Linked DNA regions of Rattus norvegicus: region 2 is linked to region 1. Evidence: chromatin contacts called from public Hi-C data. All regions are on one chromosome and are shown on one strand. The core of a region is the stretch at or near the end of the contact, and the rest is flanking DNA. Distances in the headings are between cores, read along the strand shown. Region 1 has its middle 16 kb from the start of Dnajc13. Region 2 has its middle 12 kb from the start of Trnac-gca31.

The links. Hi-C and Micro-C count contacts between places; a contact is called where the count stands out from the background.
Region 2: a contact with region 1 is called in a Hi-C map of the A7r5 cell line, with 4 times the contacts expected there. The contact joins two enhancer-like sites. A contact is called at or near these places in 8 of 12 Hi-C or Micro-C datasets (the A7r5 cell line, the Rat2 cell line, Schwann cells and 4 more).

Annotation. Positions count from the first base shown.
Region 1 is chr8:113,769,056-113,774,690 of GRCr8, reverse strand. No RefSeq gene overlaps it. Among named protein-coding and RNA genes, the nearest start is that of Dnajc13, 16 kb to the right of the region's middle. Within about 2 kb of position 3,265, at least 12 of the 93 cell types and tissues checked have an H3K27ac peak or open chromatin away from gene starts, as enhancers often do. A contact at or near this core is called in the A7r5 cell line, where this site is marked.
Region 2 is chr8:113,883,608-113,889,242 of GRCr8, reverse strand. No RefSeq gene overlaps it. Among named protein-coding and RNA genes, the nearest start is that of Trnac-gca31, 12 kb to the left of the region's middle. Within about 2 kb of position 2,277, at least 4 of the 93 cell types and tissues checked have an H3K27ac peak or open chromatin away from gene starts, as enhancers often do. A contact at or near this core is called in the A7r5 cell line, where this site is marked.

The DNA.
Region 1 (5,635 bases), core at 2,016-4,515:
TTGCAAATTTGTAAGAACTCGAATAGGACAGTGGTGTAGCAGGAAGAGGAAATATGAAGCATTTAGTCAATGAAGACCGAGTTCAGGTGAGCAAGTAACAGATTACATCTGTGAAAGCTTCATCTGAACTAGTTGCTAGAAACTGAGTTCAGAGGTCTGTTTCTTAGTTAAGTTACAGTTACCTTAGCTGTCAGTGTAGTCAGAATCTGGGGAAAAATAAACCATAATCTACCATTCGTGTATTATTAAAAATGATAAGAGTCCATCAGTCAACCATTCCCTGTGGTCTCTGTGGTCTTCATGGCAACCTGGGCAGAGTCAGTCTGGCTTTCGAGCCCAGAAGACGCAGAGCTTTTTTCTGTGGAATGGATACGTGTGGCATGAGAAATGATTTACCTTGATTTAGATAAATCATCTGACTCTGAGGGTATCCAATTTTGTCCACTGTGTTTCTCCGCGGTTGTCATAGCATAATTCAGGCAGACTGTTGAAGCTGTGTTCACATCTTCTGAGATCTTGTAGGGCAAACTGTTAAAGGCTTTGGGAACTTCTGTCTGTCGTAAACTTAAACATATTAATAATCACCAGACTTCTGACAAGATTGAAGGCTATGTTGATTGGTTACATAAGAGTTATATAACATGTGCCTGTTTCATAGCTAAGAGGAGTTGGGTAGGGTTGCAGGAGGAACACAGAGAGGGTTAGAGCGAATGTTTGGGCATAAAGAATCTCTTTCCTTTTACCAGACTGCTGGCAGTAATTGTGAAGATTCTGTAAAACTGAGGAATTCAGAGTGCCATTATGCGGCCATTTTGAACCATTATCTAATGAATACTGGGTCCAGACATTGTTGCAAAGGTGTATCAATTTTGATGTCCTCAGAAGAGGCATTAATTTTAAAGTTTTGAAATTCTCCAAAAGACATCCTAATGGTGTATGTGGGGATACAGTCAAAGACCTCGAATTTCCCACTGGGGGAAGTCACCAATTAATTTCCACCAGCGTCCCAGGGAAAATTAATGGCAACGGAAGAAATTTGCCAACGCCAGGTATTTGAGTTGTCACTCAGAATCCTGGAGGCTATGATGGGCTCCGACCTGCCAGAAAGCAATCCCACCCAGGCCTGGGGTTTTCCGTCAGCTGTGAGAGCCCAGATCGAGAATGGGGGTTGAGGGGAAGAAAGATCGCTTTCGAGGGAAGCTCTGCCCAATGATCGAGGTCCTATCTCATGAATGTTAGCTAAGGAAACTCCTGGAATCCCAGAAAAAAACTGGCCAGATTTTTGTCTGGGAAAGCAGGGTTCCCCCTGCCAACCGGGAAAAGAAAAGCCTAACAATAAATCGGGGTGGGGGGATTATGCCCGCAATCTGGTAGCAGGAGTGTGGAACTCTGGGGTCTAGGCAGCGAGAACTAGCAAAACGTGTCACGGAAGGCAGCTGCGGTTTACGCAGAAGTCCGTGCCAGCCAGGTGAAGCAAAACTCACATGGTCGAAGAAGTCTCGAACCTCACAGCAGCCAGCAGGTGGCAGTAGAGGCCTAGAAGACCCGGTGATTCAATTTGGAGCAGCGTGAGCAGCAGGATGAGCACAGAACTGTAGCGGTCCCCCCTCGGCCTGTCCTGTCCTGTCGATGCCGAGGCTGGCTTGCAGCGGTGGCCAAGGGGGAGGGGGGTAGTCACAGGGAAATCAGAAGCTGCGTGCGAGCCACCAATGTTATTAAAAATCTCATTGTTGGGGCTGGGGATTTAGCTCAGTGGTAGAGCGCTTACCTAGGAAGCGCAAGGCCCTGGGTTCGGTCCCCAGCTCCGAAAAAAAAAGAACCAAAAAAAAAAAAAAAAAAAATCTCATTGTTAAATATGGGCCCATGCCCATCCGGATAGAGCACACCAAACCAACACGGTTCCACGTGGAGAGATTTAATAGGAGAATGAGACAAGGGGAAGGGGCGAGAGAAAGAAGAGAAAAGAGGAGGGCAGAGGAAGTCTGCCTTTTATTTGGAATGTGCTGTAACTATTCCCAGGGGAAGGTGTGAATTGAGCCAAAAGGTCTTCTGGGACTGTATGGTTGTTGCCATGGCAATAGTAACTGACCAAACAGTGTTGCTGCTGAAGGCAATTCCTGATACCAACAAAAGTTACTTTCTAGAGAAAACTTGTCAGTATAGATGAAAATCTTCCCAGTCTAGACATGAATGCCCGGCTGTCCTACCGTTCGTTACAAAGCCAAGTTAGTTCAAGGCCTTTGGGGTCCAGAAACAGTAAAGTGACCCAGCTCCTCCTCCAAGATGCCCCCCCCCCCGAAATGCTGTGCAAACGGAATAGAAAAGCCTCTTGGAGAATAGCACTCCATCCAGATTTTGTTCCCACACAGCCTTCTGTTAGTGATCCTAATCCCCACGTCAAAGTGGAGTTTCTTTCTCCAAACGCAACTTGTGATCCAAGCAAAGGATCAAGAAATCATAACAGCTTTTAAGGCCATTAACTGAGGAGATTAATTGCCACAATCGAGGAAGACACACTGGTAGAGTTCTGGTAGAGTTTTAACACCTCTGACCACCATCAAGAACCTCGAGTGACCTAGGCATGATGTCACTAAGGAACGAATGAATGTCATCTGGAAGAGAACACTCAAGAAGTCTGTCTAACCAGAGGCTACGCCACGGATGAGATGGCGGTTATCCGTGGTGACAAACTCCAGGTGCGTCTAGGACTCTGGAGGAGCTGTGCGTTACTTTTCTCACTGTGGGGACAAGATGTAAGTGGGGGGAAGAAGGAGGATTGATTGTCTCATGGTCTGAGAGGAGATATTTATCTGGGTTCATGCAAGCACAGCCTGGGATGAGCTCACCTAAGGATGTGCTTCTCAAAATAGGCCTCAGTCATCAAACTATGCATTGCTGGATCTGAAGGCTCGCTGGGGTTTCAGATGCTAGTTTGTGGGTATGTTCTGCCACCTAGTGTTCATATGTGCTCATTACATGATTAAACATGCAAATAGGTTTCTTTTTCCTTTAACATCGGATCTTTTTCCTTTAACATCGGATTTTTTTCTTCTTTTTTTTTTTTTTTTTTTTTTTTTTGGAGCCAGGGCCTTGCGCTTACTAGGCAAGCGCTCTACCACTGAGCTAAATCCCCAACCCCTATTAACATCGGATTTTAATATACATATTTTTAACTCCATAGCCCTCCACCGCTACTACACAGGCACAGTCCAGCACAACGTGCTGGCAGTTCTATGCTGCAGTGCCTCCTGCGCCCCCTACAGTGTACAAAAACCAAAACACCAAAACCAAACCAACAAAAAACAAACCCACCCTCCTTACCTTCTATTCTGTCTAAAGGGTGGATTCTTTCTCAATCCACCTAGGTCCCCCGCTGTGGACTTTTATGTTGGACAAAACTGGAGTAGGCTACTACACATGGATCAATTGGCCATTGTGCTTGTTGGCAATAGTATTCTAACTAGAAACCCTGGTGACCCTAAGGGACAGTAGACGCTTCGCCTGACTCCCAGGCACCAGGCTCCATTCACTAACCGCAGCCCTTCATAGATTTGTGGCAACGCCCCAAACCCCTCCACAGGTAGAGGCCGTGACCACAGACGTAGGCTCAAGACAGATCTCCATTTTAACAAGGTACCTAAAGGTCTGGAGGTTTAGCCAATGAACTTTCCTTCCCAGACTCTCCTCCCTGCAAAAGGTATTTAATCTCAGGCCCACCCTGAGGAGTGGGGTACGGTTTTACTCATCCACTTTCCTCCATGACAATAAATGCCTTAAAACCATGGACTGTCCCTCTTCATTAGGATCTGCTGTAAGGAGCCATGGAGAAGACCTTTGCCTACAGAGTCGTTGTCTAATCTCCTGTAGAAGGCCTCTCTGTGCTCCCAGCCATGGTCGCAGCCAAACCAAGCTCAAGCCCATTGCAATCAAGCCAAAGGCTTTCCCTGAGACAAGCCGGAGCTCTCTCTTTCCCCCTGGGCCCCGGGCTAGAGCCAGACCCAGGCCCCTACTCCGTTCTCAGCTTTCCACAGCTCCCAGCTGCGCCTGGATGCCCAAGAGCCTGAGAACCAGATAGCCCGGGCCTCCTTGAAGGCCTGGGGATTCCCCCACCCCACCCCAGCTATGTCCTGCGCCACAGACAACGCTTCCCGGCCCCTGAAACAGTGTCCCAGAGTGCCCTATACAGCCTGACACCAGCCCTTCCACAGCATCGGGTAAGGGCGGTCAAACTTCCCACATCCAGCTTCCCCGGGCATCAGAGCCCTGTGGCGGAGCAGATGTGGGTCCCACAACCCTACATAGGCTCACATCAGAAAAAAACGTCATCTTCTATCTTCCAGTTCATCATGAAGAGAAGTCAGTGCAGGAAGCTGAGGCAGGATCTGAAGCAGAAGCCAGGCTTTAAAAACAAACAAACAAAAACTTCTGGGGCCACCTGCCGGGGACAGAAGGACTCACAATGGGTTGCACCTGGCTACATCAATCACCAATTAAGAAAATGCCCCACAGGCTTGCCTACAGGCCAATCTGATGGAGGAATTTACTCCTTGTGATTCTATCTTTCAGATGACTGCACCTGTGTGAAGCTGACCCAAACCAAACCCAAACCCAAACCCAAACCCAAACCCACTAACCGGGACTCCACGACTCAAACTTAAAGGGTTTTTTTTTTTAAATGCAAATTTGATGAGTGTGCCCATGAGTAACATACGAACCTGTGACATAGGAGATGCGGGTCTATATGGCTGTTGCTTGCAGGTCCCAGAAGCGCCTGGTAAAATATTGCTACCTGTAATACAGGGGGCTTTAGAGCAGTTACTGTATCGAGAACGCTGTTCTAAATGCTTAGCGGGGTTAACAGATATTTGAAATGGATATTACCTCTGCCTTCATCTCTCAAATGAGGAATCTGAGTACACAGTATGGTCAAATTCAGCATTTTTGGAGGATATATATATATGCAAAACAGAACGTAAGTCGATGCACGCTGGCTCTGAAGTTCAAGGTCTATTGCATTGGACAGACCGGACTCTGCAGATCTCCAGAAAGCCAGGCATCAGTCAGTGGAGGAGCTCTCAGCTGATGCTGGTTCTGTTGGTTTGAGGTTGACTATGAAGACCATTTGAGAAGTCAACAAACTGCAGAGAGAGGTTCGGTTACGCAAGCTTCTCCCTCTACCTTTTTTGAGATAGTGTCTTAGGGTTTCTATTCCTGAACAACATCAGGACCAAGAAGCAAGTTGGGGGAGGAGAGGGTTTGTTCAGCTTACACTTCCGCATTGTTGTTCATCCCCAAAGGAAGTCAGGACTGGAACTCAAGCAGGTCAGGAAGCGGGAGCTGATGCAGAGGCCATGGAGGGACGTTACTTGCTGGCTTGCTTCCCCTGCCTCGCTCAGCTTGCTCTCTTATAGAACCCAGGACCATCAGCCCAGGGATGGCACCACCCACAATGGGCTGGATCCTCCCGCTTTGATCACTAGTTGAGAAAATGCCTTACAGCTGGGTCTCATGGAGGCGTTTCCACAACTGAGGCTCCTTTCTCTGTGATAACCCCAGCTTGTGTCAAGTTGACACACAAAACCAGCCAGTAGAGACAGGAATTCGTGGAACGCAGGTTGACCGAAAATTCACCAGG
Region 2 (5,635 bases), core at 1,028-3,527, 120 kb before region 1:
TGTCTACATGTCCTTTTCTGCTCAAGGTCTGCAATTAAGTCTGACCTGATTCTCTGGCTAGTATGCTCCTTTCTGAAGGAAGCTCAGAGCTGTGGAGACAGCTCAGTGGTTAAAGCACCTGCCACACAAGAATGAGGACCAGAGTTCAGATGTGTAAAACCCAATGCCTGATGGGTATAGGGACACTCCTATAATTCCAGTGTTCTGAAGCAGAGTGAGCTGCCTAGGTAAACTAGCCATTTTTGTGCACTCTGGGTTCAATGACAGACAGGTTCTGCTTCAGTGAATAAAACAGAGAGCAACTGAAGAAGTCATCCCATGTTAGCCTCTTACCTCCATGTATAGAAACACACATGTACATGTGTCCTCCTCACCCCATGCACCCATATACATGTGAACAGACATACACATACATACATATACTCATATGTGAAAAACAATGAACAAATGACTATCTCCTGGATGAGACAATTGGATAAGAACTCTCGTTCCTGAGAGTAATCATTTGGGGTAAACTGCCCAGGCCTGGCAGCACACAACTGTAATTTCAGCACTTAGGAGACTGAGGCAGGAGGATCAGGAGTTCAAAGACAGCTTAGGCTACACAGTAAGACCCTATCTCAGAAAAACAAAACAAGCAAGCAAGCTAACAAACAAACAAGGAAAAGAAAATGATAGGTCAACTAAATTTGAATTTCAAATAAATAATAATTTTTAAATGGGATTTACTAAGTCTGTAAAATTATGTACTATTTATCAAAAATTCAAACTTGGGGTTAGGGATTTAGCTCAGCGGTAGAGCACTTGCCTAGCAAGCGCAAGGCCCTGGGTTCAGTCCCCAGCTCCGAAAAAAAGAAAAAAAAATCAAACTTAACTGGGCTTTCAATGCTTTCCTTTGATCAATCCAGTAACTCTACCATTTCTGTTTAATTCAGTTGACTTGAGCTGTCTTCATCTAAAGCTGAGTCCAGAAACATATAGAGGTACAGGTGAAATTTCACACAGCCAGCTGAGTTGGAAAAGGCCAACTGGTATACCTTGGTCTAGCTCTGGCAGAAATAGTAACATTCTGGCCATCTCTTCAAAGAAAGAAGCCAGGCATGGTGATAAAGGTAGAGAGCACAGCAGCAACTCAAGGCACAAGATGAAAAGGCACAGAGGAAGGGAGAAGCTGTTCTACCCAGCAAGCCTGTGCTTTTATGAGGAGAACCGCCATTACTGACGACAGATGAGGAAGGCAGGAAGACTTGTACCCACTCTCTACATTTCCATCTTCCATTCTATGAATTTACCAAGATGGCTGTACATCCTAGAAGACTCTCTTTGAAACAAGGTCTCACTATGTAGCTCAGGCTGGCTCAAAGCATGCAACCCCCCTGCCTCATTGTAGGGGTGTACCACTACCTCTAGCGATCAAAGCCTTGGTATCTGAGTGTCTTCTGTAGCTTTATAATTTACTATAGTTTCTCCTGCATAACAAAAACATTTCAAGGTGGTGCTAGGCCTGCTGGCACACACCTGTAATTCTAATATAGTTGGGAGGCAGAGGCAGGATCAAGGGCAGCCTGAGCTATACATCCAAACTATCTTTTTAAAAAAAGAAATAAATAGTCAATAAAACAAAAAAAAAACTAAAAAAGCACCCTGCTCTGATAGCATGTGCCTTTTAGTCCCAGCACTTGGGAGACAGAGACAGGCAGATCTCTGTGAGTTCTAGGACTACATAGTGTACACAGTTAGCCCCAGGCCAGCCAGGGGTACATGCCCTGTCTGAGAGGAGGCAGGATGTGGGGATAGCAAAACCTCCTATTTCTGTTGCTCACATTATATACTATTACAATGAGTAAAGGGAGAAACATTGAATTTTGTTCCATTTTCCAAGCATGCCTTCAAGTGAGAGGGGAGATGTGCTTCCACAAATTTCCCCAAATACCGAAAATTTTCCAAACTGAACATTTCTGGGCTCTCAGGGGCACCAAACTTACAAAGCTATGGGGTGGTGGTGGTGATGGTGATGGTGATGGGGTTAGTGGTAGAGGAGGTGGTGGTGACAATGGCTAAAGTTCCAGGTAAGTACAGAATTTGCATCTCCCACAGTTTCCAAGGTGATGCTGCTGGTGCTGGTTCAGAGGCCACACTTGGACCATTGTCTGATGAGAGTTTCCTTAGAGTCAGACACACTGCCTATTGAGACATTTTGCTCTGCTTCTTCTTGTTAGAATTTCTTTAGAGTAGAGGCCTAAAGACCACAGGCTGGTTAGGCAGCTGCTGTTGCTGATGACCACGCACTTGAACAATGTGGAGTTTCTACATCATGAGTCAGATGGTCCGCAAAGGAGGCTGGAGGAAATGAATCAAAGGTGATGCTTTGAGAATAGATATCTCAAGGAAGCTCTTCCCACTCCCCGGATACCACAGCCCCCTCCACCCCTTCCTTCTAAGGTTTTCTGAACTTCTCTGGCCACAGGAGGATTTCTTCCCCATTCAACCCTCAAGATTTCTGTCACCCAGAAAGATCAGCTCTGTAAATATAAAGCCTCCGAGTTCTATTTCCGAGTAGCTTGGGGTTAAGGGACCTAGTTGGGAGCAATGTCATCCATTCCTGGGGCTAAGCAGCGAGTTACCAACCTGTCAGAAGGATAACACACAGATCAATGATTCTCTGGCAAACGAAGAAGACAGAGCTCCCTACCAGAGCAATAATGGTTATATTTAGTGATATTTTCAGCCTTTGCCAAGGGCATTCTGACTTTCTACACTCTCCTGGGGCTTGGTATTCTGACCCTTGCCCTCAGCCATCTTTCCCAGGAGGCCCTGTGCGGTCTATTTCTCTTTAGAACTCTCTTGATGATTTTCTGTATTCCCACAAGCCCTTTGTGAGCTTCCTATAAGATCCAAACATTATTCACGTAAAACTCAACCAGCAAATTAAATGAAGCTATAGGGCCAAGATCAAACATAAGGAAAGCCAGAGGGTCAAAATACCTTACTCACTATCCGTTACACACCGTCTCTATTCCAAGAAGTGCAGGAATCCTCGGTGCTCTCCTCGAGATTCAGATCATCGTCTTCAGTCTGCTCTCATGTCCATCTCATCCATTTCTAACCGAGAGGAGCTCTTCTCCTGAGGATCCCTCAAAGCAGGGGTTTTCGTTTTGGTCTTTTGAGGGCAGATCCACAAAGGTGACCTAAGACACTGAGCTACCTCTTCAGTTGGTGGGCAGCATTTCCTCTGGGAATGTCAAAGGGGTCTTTGAGAGAATGTTGGTTTCAACTAAGACTTTGATTTCCACTCGGTCGCTGCTTGGCATTTCACTCAAAGCTGTGGCTAGTCAAGCCCTACCCATTTCCCCGATTTGTAGAGCCAAACAGATGATCGCCACTAAATGCATATAACAAATTAAATAAATCTGAGAATCCAGGCAATTCTTCTCCTCAGCATTCCTAATGTGATCAGCCACTTTCCATGTCTAGTGACTAATTTCTGGGATCCATCTGCCATTTTCTCCCTAATGAAGATTTCCCTGGAAGTCAAAATTAATATTTATCGTACTAAGTCATTTTCTTCCTGATGGGAGGGGGTGAGTGAGCTGGTGGGGGAGCACTCTCATAGAAGCAGGGGGAGGGGGAGGAGATGGGGGTTTCTGGAGGGGAAACCAGGAAAGGGGATACCATTTGATGTAAATAAAGAAAATATCCAATAAAAGAAAAGACATTAATGAGCAGAACAAAACAAAACAAAAAGAAAAAGAAAAAGAAAAAGGAGATTCCAAGTATTCTAGTGACTTCTTCTTTCCCTAATTGGTTGTTCTGATTTTTTTTTAAAAAGTGTTTCTGGAACTGTGTTCACCGGAGCCAGTTGTGTAAGTTATACCTGGGACATCTGGGTGCACTGGGAACCTGTGGGAGAATCTCCATTCCTAACCAGCTTCTGAAATGCCTGCTTTCTGGGTTTAGTTTATTTCAATTATGTGTTTGTCAGTCTGTGTGTTCTGTGTGAGTGCAGCACCCAAAGAAGCCAAAAGGGCTTCAGATCCCCTGGAGCTGAACTGACAGGGGGTTACGAGGCAACACCTTTCTCTAGGTGCCCATGTATGTTTACAGTCGATAAGGGTTGAACAGAACCACTCCACCTAATGCACTGTTTTAACTCTGGGAAGAACCCACAAGCATTTATCAAAATGAAACTTACCACTAGATCTAAAAGGCTGCTTCCCTTTCTTCTCCTCTATTTACCACTCACTGCATCCCCTCCGCTCCCCACAAGCAAGTGCCATGATCTCCAGGTCACGAAATATCTTTTTTTCCTCCAGAGTTTGATTCAAAACCCCCGGCACCATTTCTTGTCACCAAACTTGGAGCTTCACCAGACCATAATAACTTCTGAAGAAATGTGGCTCCTGTGACGCTAACCCAGCTTGGTATTCCTGATCCTGCCAGCCTAGTTCACCTTCAAGTTTAGCGAACATTTGTGCTGGAGGTAATGGGGGTTGCAGGCTGCCTCCTTTCCTTGGGGTAACTGGCCGTGTGTTCCTTTTCACAGGGGCCTGAAATGAGCGAACCCTAGTTAAATCGCCCCTCCTTCCTTTCTCTAGCCAAGCAGCCATACTGCTTGTCCCTGCACACACACTTCAAATGCCAACTGCCACCTTCCGGGTAGAAACAGCTTATTAAACCTCCCTTTGTATTGGCTCCACACTTCAAACACACTTCAGTAATTATACCTGTCACACCGCATTGTGGCATTTGTATCCCCATCTCTTCCCTCAACTAGATAATGAACACCTAGAAAGCCAGGCAGGTATCGGGCAGATTACTTTGCAACCTCCAACCCTCAGCTATTACCTGGCAGAGTGGGCACACAGCAACGTGTAGGTTGAATGGATTTCTCAGATTTTTATGGGCAGATATTGTCTACTTAAGGCTGTTTTGCCACGACTAATTCTCAGATATGTCATTATATGCTACGCATCGATGGCGTTTCTCATATATACGTCATAGCTGAGCAATGATGCCACTGTAGTTTTTATGAAACTAATGGAGATAGAGTCTAAAACAACAATAATAGATTTTTTTCTGGAATAGCAGAATTATTCTATATCTGCACTGCCCAACATAATGGTCACTACTAACCCAGAAGGAAAAACATAAATGCGAAGAGAATTTTAATGTTATTTCGTTTTGATTGGTTTAAGCAAGAAACCATATAGGGGCTGGAGGCTCCCCTGCTGTATGCTGATGCTCTCATTCAGGAGGAACTGATGAGCTCTTCTACCGTCACTGTGCACAGAGCCCAGCCGTGCCCCCTGGTGTTCACGATGCGGGGAGAGGCCGGGAGTGGGGAAAGGTTTTACTGAAGATGTTTACAAGTACTGGGGCAAGATGGTAACAAGCAGCCCAGTGTTTTTTTCATTCATTACGTTAGAACTCTTGATGAACAGCACACCATCTTGTCTAAGCCATGGGGAGAGCTTTCACCACGACCTTCCTTAGGCTGCTCTGTGTCTTTCCTGCCCCTGTGTTCCACTTCAGTAAGCATTTCTGACGCACAAAGGATAGTGGGAAATTTCAAGCGGCAATGCCGGAAGAGGCTCAACTGGGGATTAAATCGCAGGTTTCCAGACACCTGAGGATG